Linked DNA regions of Zea mays: regions 1 and 3 are each linked to region 2. The links are chromatin contacts, called in public Hi-C maps. All regions are on one chromosome and are shown on one strand. The core of a region is the stretch at or near the end of the contact, and the rest is flanking DNA. Distances in the headings are between cores, read along the strand shown.

What was found. Hi-C and Micro-C count contacts between places; a contact is called where the count stands out from the background.
Region 1: a Hi-C map of leaf shows a contact between it and region 2, with 4 times the contacts expected there. The contact joins the promoter of LOC100193886 here to the promoter of LOC103649650 in region 2. A contact is called at or near these places in 8 of 25 Hi-C or Micro-C datasets (bundle sheath, ear, leaf and 2 more).
Region 3: a Hi-C map of leaf mesophyll shows a contact between it and region 2, with 4 times the contacts expected there. The contact joins the promoter of LOC107275236 here to the promoter of LOC103649650 in region 2. A contact is called at or near these places in 2 of 25 Hi-C or Micro-C datasets (bundle sheath and leaf mesophyll).

Annotation. Positions count from the first base shown.
Region 1 is chr3:7,880,985-7,884,044 of Zm-B73-REFERENCE-NAM-5.0, reverse strand. LOC100193886 (AGC (cAMP-dependent cGMP-dependent and protein kinase C) kinase family protein) reads right to left here and starts at 1,595. Exons shown (of 13, transcript NM_001349872.1): 1 at 1,199-1,595. The coding sequence starts at 1,401.
Region 2 is chr3:8,154,967-8,158,029 of Zm-B73-REFERENCE-NAM-5.0, reverse strand. It overlaps LOC103649650 (probable WRKY transcription factor 48), which reads right to left and starts at 1,643. Exons shown (of 3, transcript XM_008675381.3): 1 at 1,034-1,643; 2 at 705-905; 3 at 63-549. The coding sequence starts at 1,326. The coding sequence ends at 222.
Region 3 is chr3:8,490,609-8,493,716 of Zm-B73-REFERENCE-NAM-5.0, reverse strand. LOC107275236 (C2H2 and C2HC zinc fingers superfamily protein) reads right to left here and starts at 1,630. Exons shown (of 11, transcript NM_001320508.1): 1 at 1,230-1,630; 2 at 1,017-1,062; 3 at 830-916; 4 at 690-711; 5 at 516-598. The coding sequence starts at 1,028.

The sequences.
Region 1 (3,060 bases), core at 346-2,845, 270 kb after region 2:
TCTCCTGCGCTTTCAAGAAAAAAAAACTAATCTGTCCTAAAAGTCTTAACCCATCAAATTTTTTGAGGCAGAGGTAGTATGTAGAAAATAATTCTACTTCATTACATATCCATTTAATGTTCAGGAATGTATTTATACAGCTGGCATCTGATGCACTGTTTCCTTGTCAACGAAAAGGGACGCAGGGATCAACTGTTCCCCTAGTCCCCTAGGTAAAAAAGGAACGGTAAGCCAAAGCTGGAAATGTTGTGATGTACATTAACGAGTGATTGACATAAGATAACTGCTAGCATGATTAATAGAACAAGTACGTTTTGAAGTGTATGCATCATTATCCAGTGCCTATTAATGGAAAAGACAATGAGAAATGAGAATGCCTAGATAGTCCACTCTCAGTTCACAAGCAACAGGAAACATATTCCAGTTATACCAAAACTATCGGTCCGATTGTGATTTGAAACCAACACAAACAACTCCGACTACACACTATCAAACAAACAAATGTGGGACAACAAAAGGAGCACGTCCGACAAACTTTTGCGCCACTTTAACACCAATAGGTCAAAGGCAACCGCAGTACTGCTGATTGTTTTTCGCTCAGTTGTTCTCTAACAAGCTTCTCCACAACATTACTCCAAGCACCCTTGCGCAGTGGGTCAAACAGCGGGGAACACTAGAAGCTCAGCGTAACAGCTGTTGGCGCAAAAAAAAACTACTACACGCAAGCAATTTGAACTAATTTTGCCCAATGCATTTAGCATACACTAAGCATCCAGAAACAACCAGTGCAACCAGCTCTACTGTCCTCCCCGTGCTGGAAGCCTGGAACTATCGATCATCCCCAAACTATGTGACGCCGAGCTCGGACCTCAAATTGCAGACAGAGGTGTCAATTCCCGAATCTATAACGTTGCACTACACCACAGGCTACTCTAGAACTTGTGAAATCATGGCCACCAGGCTACAAGTACAGAAGCAAAAGCAGCCAAAAGCTGGCGCCCAAAATTGGCAGCCCGGATGGGCAAGCTCCAGCGGCGCGAGCTCGGACGACTCCCTCCCACGGCCAACCCCAGCTCAGACCCCTTCGATCGAGCTCGCACGCGCGAGATCTAGCGCAGCCGCGCGCGAGCAGTAGCTAGGATTTGCGGCCAGCCGCGGGCGTGCGGAGAGATCGGATCAGCAGGGCCGGTACGGGTACCTCTCCTTGCGCTCTTGGATGTTCTTCATCTGCGAGCGGTAGTGGCTCTCGATGAACTTCTTCGCGGCGGCGACGCGCTCCATGGTGAGGGTGGACCCCACTGCCTCGGCGGCCGCCTCCCCCTCCCCTTCCTCCGCCACCGCCGCGAGCGGCTCGGCGGCGGGGATCGCCGCGGCGGGCGCGTCCGCCATCTCGCGCTCCATCCCCCACACCGCCTACGCCGCTGGCAGTCCCTGTCTAGCTGTCCCTCTGTGCCCTCGGTGCAGCGGCTGTCACCTGTGTACTCTCTCTCCTTTTTCCCCTCGGTGTCTGGGCCTCTCTATTTGGTGGGGCCGCGGGGAAGGGGGGCGATGATGTGCTTGTCGCAGCGCGCACGCGGACCGCTTATATACAGCGCGGGGGATCGCGTTAAGACTTGGGCTTCTTTTGATGGTGGCGTGAAAAAACTACCTGTTCCAGACAACTAGTTTGGAAAACTCATTTTTCAAAAGATTTTTATTTTTCTAAAAGAAATTATTTTATTTTCCGTGGAAAAATAAAAACCTCACAGGAGTAGGATTTTGATAGCCTGGGATCAAGGTTATTTGCCTAGCAGGTCCTAAGTCTCCAACCAAACATGCCTCTTGTTTGCCCATGTGGACTGTATATAATTGGAAAAAAAATCATAAAATGGCACCTTCGTTTCCATGTGGAGTAAAGTGGATTGTGGTATTGAGATGAATTTTGAGTTGTTGTAGATTTAAACCGACTCAATATCATTCGATCCACGTGGATTCATATCAAAACGAACAAGTCTGTAAGATTTGATTTGATTGGAATTTAAACTCAATCAATCACACTCAATCCCATGGATTAAGAGATAAATGAACAAACCCTAAATCGGAATTTCCGTGGGAGGTTATGGGGGGAAATGGAATGAGGGGAGAGCTAGCTAAGACCCTTTTTGTTTTAGCTTTTTTCAGCTTCCAGTCACCAGAAGTTGTTGTAGGCTGCCAAATGTCCAGCTTATCAGTCTGCTTCTATAAGAATTACTTAAGTTAAAACCGTCCAAAATCAACGTAAACACATAATCGACCGAGTCGTTGTGATACTAGGAAATCATCACTTTCTCCTAAATCTTACGGGCTCTTTTTATCTTTCTCCACACGTAATCACCACAATAATTAGATTCTCTTTACGGACAGATTATCCCCACAACTAGATTCTCGAAAAAAAACTTTTCATAAAAAAACTGAACCAAACAGACTCAAATATCTGGTCCTAGAGCAACTCTCTTGACATGATCACACCGCCAGACATGACAGAGAGATCGTTCACCGGCTCGACGCAAGCAGAGACATGACTAAAGTTGTGCTACACACTTGCCCATCTATCTCCCACACTCGTTCGCAGACCGACCTAGACTATGTAGCAAGGGCTTTCTATTCTCTTTCCCCTTCAACAATATAGCGGCTACAATTTTTCTCTAGCGCCCGCACCGCTTCCCTTACGACATCTTCTACCTCGTCGGCGTCGTCTCTTTCCCCTAAATCAAGGAGATGCTACGGCGCTGCGTTCCCTTTCTGCTCTCCCGTTCGCGCATGCTTGGTTAATCGAATGTTGCTGCTTGCGTCATCGTCCTCACTGGCCGCTCATCTCCAACATCTTTCCAACTCGTCTCGCCATCGCTTCGCCTCCTCTTCGATCCCCACACCTACGGGCGATCTTGGGTTTTCCACCGTCTCTGATGACTCTCGACCGATCCAAGTCCTCTGACACCGTGACTCGCCACTGCACACGTGGAGACCATTCATCGTCTAATATTTCAGTAAAAAATACTCCCTCCATTTTAAAATATATTCCGTTTGACTTTTTCAACCTCA
Region 2 (3,063 bases), core at 394-2,893:
CGAAGGGAACGCTCAGCTAATCAGAGATGTGTGTGTGTCTGAGTACTGTAACGACAAGTATGTATGGTAGTACTATGGTACTCTTATATACTCCCTTCGTTTCTTTTTATTAGTCGCTGGATAGTGCAAACAGAGGAGTACTACGTGAGCAAAAAAAAACGTGAACATTCTAGCTACGTGATCCGTACGTGCGTCTAATAACTGATCGATGATGGATCGGATCAGTACGACGACTCCGACGAGTGAGCAGCCGCCGCCGCGGCGTGCAGCTGCGCCTCCCACGCGTCACAGGCGGCGCTCCAGCTGGGCGCTGCAGCCAGGGGCGCCGGCGCCGAGGCCGAGCGTGGAGGCGAGAAGGGCGTTACGGTTGCGGTTGCGGTTGCGCCGCGCGGAGGCGGTGGTTGGCACAGGTAGGAGGCGGCGCCCGGGCCCAGCGCGGCGTGGTTGTGGACGCCGTCGTAGGTGGTGACGACGTAGCGCGGGTCGTCGCTGTCCCGCTCCACGCGCTTCTTAACGCCGCAGCCCTCCGCCGAGCACCGGTAGTAGTTCCTGCACACGCACGGCCGGCGCCGCGCGGCGGCGATCAGCACCACGTCATGCATGCTTATGGGCGTGGCGTGACCATGGAATGGGGGAACTTGAAGTGACGAAGCGATCGTCGTCGGCGCCTAGCTAGTGTTGGAGTATTGTATTCTGATTTGTACCTCGGGTTGGGGCTGCTCTTGACCGTCTTTTTGCCGTACTTGCGCCACTTGAAGCCATCGTCCAGCACGTCCACCTCCGACCGCGTCCGGAACCCAATCCGTGACGACGACGGCGGCCGGCCGCCGCCGTTCCCACCGGTGCCATATGGTGGTCCGCTCATCGGCCTCCTCCCGTCGCCGTCGCCGTCGACGCCATAGCTCCTGAATCCGATGATCCAACCACGCAACTGATCGGATGAGCATAGCACACTACCCACGCAACGTGTGACGGCGGCAGCGCACATTTGCACGCAGATATCGACGACACCTATCCACGTACGGGAACTTACAGCAGGCTCATGCCATTGCCGACGGCGGCGGCGGCGTCTGAAGAACTGTTGGCGAACACCGGCGCCGAGCAGTCGTAGCCGCCGCAGGCGGGAGCGGGAGCGCCCACCATCTCCTGGCCGTCGAATCCGAACTGGAAGTAGTCATCGGCCATGGTGGCGGCGGCGGGCGGCGGGAGGTCCGCCACGAGGAGGTCGGGTGGTGGTAGTGGTGGGAAGTACGAGGAGGCGGGCGCGGACGGCGGGTGGTAGGCGGCGTAGCTCGTCTCGTGGGCGAGTCCTAGCGAGGCCGCCATGTAGTAGAGTACTAGAGTAGACGCACGCGCACGGCACACGGCAGGACACCGGCCGGCCGGCCACTGTGGAGCTATAGCGAGCGAGCGAGCTGAGCTGAGCTGCTGCCGTTGCGTTGCGTGTGACGGGACAGGCGACCCCGTGTCAAGCTCGCCAATTTATACTACCTAGCTAGTGCCCGAACGGCGCTGGCAACATCGTCGTCGTCTGTGGACGTACTGCTGTGCTAAGCTAGCTAGGTGATGATGAGGCGATCGAAGAGAGAGAGAGAGAGAGAGAGAGAGAGAGAGAGAGAGAGAGAGAGCTCAAGCATCTGGAAGCAAACAAACGAGCGAGCAGGCTTGTGAGCTTCTTCACACACAGCGGCCGCGCACGCAGAAGGTTCGTTCGACGATTCGCAGATATGGGTCTGCAGTCTGCACGTGTCGAATGGCGTGACCGGCTTTTGGAGTTTTCGACGGGACGAGCTAACCCTGCGCTGCTGCCAAGTCAATAGAAGCTACGAGCCGCCGCCGAGACCGCCGCCGGCCGTTGGTTCCGGCCGGGCGCGCGCGCGGTGACCTGACCGCGCACTGACTGGCCAGCATGCATGTACGACTGCATTCCGTGGCCATCCAAACAAACTCCAACCGATGATGAAGGCCTGGAACCGAGTCTGATCATCCGGACGGTCGCCGTCGTCGTTGTCATCTTGAGGTCCAAAATAGCGTCCGCTGGATATTTTCCTGATGGGTCGATCGAGCGCATTACTGGCACTTTGGGCACGGTACGTAGTATAGTACGGTGCATGCACCTGGACCTGGGCTGGCCGGCTGGAGCCAAGCGTACATACACCTGTCAGAGCTTTACCGGCCGGCCGCCTCTAATCCATTATTGCAATGACGACGACGACCATGCACCGGTGTCGACGACGAAGCTGGTCTCACTTTCTCCGGCCGGCCATCGAGCTAGGTAGCCACACGAGCCATCGGCGGCCGGTTCCGCGCCGGCGCCGCCGGTGCAGCAGCACAAATAAAGAGCCAGAAAATTAAAAGTAACCGTGCCGACGTCGTCCGGGGTGATTCGCGTTGCACGATAAAACAGCTAGCGTGTACTACTGGATCTGGATCTGCAATAGTAAAATTCTGCGCGTGGTAGGCCACGGCCGACAGCGACGTGTTCCGCGCGCACGTAGAAATGCGTCTATTGTTTACCCGTTTACCTTTTACATATTCGCCCTTAATTACCAATGGATCGATCATCGATGTCTAATAAAAGTACAATGCCGTGACCTTACGGATGACATATAATTACATAAAAATAAACAATATATATATATATATATATATATATATATATATATATATATATATATATATATATATTATTGATCTTAATATTTTATAAATTATTTGTCACACCAAATTATTATTGATCAGTATTTGTCCTTGAGATGGCGACTACGTCCCTGAAATGCAACGCATGTTTCCGTTCCGTTCAGTTCCATCCACTTGCATTGGTATATCTTCTAGCTTCTAGCTAGCTAGTAGGGGGAGTAAGAGATCGCCGGTGGACAATAAGAAATACGTATACTAGACGACAGAGAGACGTAGCCACCTTTTCCATGTACCGATGTACGTGGTGCGTATATGGCGAAATGCAGGCGAACCGGCGAGGTAGCTGGCGGAGAGACGACGACGACGTCGCCATCGAGCCGTCGAGGCACATGCAACGAGCATCGTTAGCCAACCAGCCACCGC
Region 3 (3,108 bases), core at 381-2,880, 340 kb before region 2:
ACAATCGCGAAAGGGCCTCTAGCCAAGTTGGTTAGGTGGTTTGAGTAACACTCCTCAGGTCCTAGATTCGACTCCTTGTGGGAGCGAATTTCAGGTTGTGGTTAAAATCTCTTCGCCCGTCCCACATCAAAGCACAGGTCTAAGGCCCGATCGCGGTCGTTTCTCACATGGGCTACGGTGCAGCTGTGTATGGGTGGGGCAGGGGTTCAAGGGTTTTCTCGACCTGCGTGAGAAGGTCTTCTTAATATAATGTCTAGGGTTGTCTTACCCCTGCATATCGAAGTCACTAAGTCAGAGACAATCATGTCCATTAGCAACATATCTGCCTTGTACACACTACACAGTTTTCCAACTCATTTAACAGTAACAAAAGAATCCACAAAAATACTGATGAAACTAGAGAAAAGAAAATGAGGGAAGAACTAATTGATGAAGTATCTCTTACAGCACGAAGAATTGAAGTAACATAGAAAAGGCATGGTAAATGCACAAAGTGTAGTAAGATATTTACAAACCTGAGTCTTGCCAAGACGAGAATCAAGATCAACTTCATAGTCCCTGTGTTTCAAAGGCTGTCTTTGCACAGGAGGACCCCTTTCTGCACTCATAATTGAAAGGAATCAAGTTTCATAGAGTGCCAGAAACTGGTATCGATACAGATTTATTGAGCTAAAAGTTAGACCACGTACCCTTGCCTTTCCGAGCTTCATCCTGGATCAGTGAAAGACAAATGCAGACTGAAGTAAGCAATACATAGAGGCAAAGAGAAGTATGGTCGTAGTTTTGTTCGGTCTTGACAAAATTTAAAAGGAATAAGACCCACTATTACCTTCTCCCTCTGCTCCCTCTGTCGAGCTCTCTCCAAGTACTCTTCCTTGTCAAATTTCCTCCTAGAAGTGTTGTCGACGCCGACTGGCTGCACACAGAATACAAGAGATCAGATGGAATGCACCACGGACCTCCGCACATCAAGAGAGATTCCCCGCTTGGTCCAAGTCGAAGCAGGAGGGACTCACATTTCCAGACATCTTCCTCACTCCTCAGCTCAACGTAAACCACCGCCTAAATAGACATCCGAATCAGGGGACGACAATTTTTTTATTAGAAAAAAAAAAATCTAAGTTAGTAGGCATAACAGGTGTAATTAGATCAGATCCGAATACAAATGGTTTACAATAGGGTTTGGCAGCTCGGTTTCGAACAGCAGGGAAGGTGGCCGTTGGGCATACCTGGTGGGCACTTGTCGCCGCTGAAGGGCCGGCCGGCAAAGGGAAGAAGGGGAGAAAGGTTACACAAACACGTGCTCGCCTTCGGACCTTCCCGACGATCTCGCTAGGGCTCCGCGATGGCGACACCGCGTTCCCGAGCCCCTGCGTCGACGCACTCCTCGACTAGTGGACTCGGGGCGTTTCGTCGCAGGTGTCGGGTAGCGCCGCGAGAGCGCGCTCTGCCGGTCGTCGCCTCGGGGACGCGGGGCGGGCGCCGAGCGATGCGTGAGCCGTCGCCGGCGGAGGGTGCGTGCGCACGGATTGAATTCGGGTCAAGAAGGTGTTCTACCTTCTACTGCTGCGGCGCAAGTGTGGGGCGCTGAAGTGGCGAAATAACGGGCTCTGCCGCTGAACGGTTAGTGGGCTGGCCCATCAGAGTACAGGCGCAGGCTCAGCTGGGGAGGAAACAAAGGGACACGAAATGTTTAAGATCTTTTTTATTTTAAATTTGATTTATGCCGAAATATTTGTGTGGATCGAAAAGGTTAGTATAAAACTATACTGCTGCTGCCAATTGAAGTGGCCAGAAGTATCCGTCGATTGATCTGGCAGTAACATGAGTTGCCGCATTTGAATTGGCGGAGTTTTCTTTATATGCAAGCTTGTTTAAAAAAAATCATAACATTTATATATATATGAGCTCGCATGAAAATAACATTTCACTAGTTATGTGTCTGTGCGTTGCAATAGAACACAAAGTATTTTACAAAATGTTTGTGCACAACAATTACATGACAACTATATATATATATATGGAAGAGGTAATGGAAGCCCTGGGTTCCGTTAGTGGGCGAAGCCCTAGTCAGGACGCCGATCGGTCACGTTCGGCCTACTGTACGCCAGCTTGCGTCAGCCATGCATAGGATAGCCACGTATCCCGGCTGAGACGCGACATGCGATATACACACGCATAAATATATGTAGAAACGTGCATAACTCATGCATAAATAGAATCTTTTATGCCACGAATCACGGGAACGAATATTTCTATGTGCTTACCGGTTACGACTGCATAACGTTGTGTAACATGATAGCGTAAACCATGCAACATTTAAATCTCCACAGGTTTGAGATAAGGAAAGACGTGTTCTTCGTTCGCGTAAATAAAGGCGCAGTTACGGGAGGAAACAAATACAAATTTACAGTCGCTCGTCCACGTTCGTATCTGAGATATTGGCGGCGGTTAGCGGCGGCGGAAGTGAGAGGACCGGCCGGCGATTAGCGGCGAGAAAATGTCCAGCACCAGCGCTGGCGATGACATGCCACATGTATCGTCTGTGCATAAGCCAATAGGTACGTCTATTTCAATGGACATGCATCCTGTAGCGTCTGCGATCGCCGGTTACACAGAGGGTGTCTCCGTTACTCCCCCGGCGGCATTGAGGGCACCTGGACATATCGATGAGCACACAAAAACGGCAGACGTGGTCGGCGCAGAGAAGCACATCCCCATGAGACATATTGGGCCACATGAACAGGACACACCTCATATTCTTCAAAGCCATGTAAGTTCTCCCAAATATGATACTCTTATTTTCTTACATACTTCTTTGTAATGTTGTACCTATATTACGTTAGATTTAGTCGCTATTGAATCGTAAATGTTAAATTTCTGTGCGCAGCCGGACAATATTGATATAAGATTGATACCTAAAGTCGGTATGACATTTAGTAACGTGGACGAGGCGTATAATTTTTATAGTCAATATGCATACGAGGTTGGATTTCCGTTGAAGAAATATAGGGAGCGGAAGAATTGTAAATGGTTGAATTGTTCAATGGAAGGAAAGAATGCTGAAAGGGTAGCTGGAAATCCAAGGATATGTAACACATGTTCGAA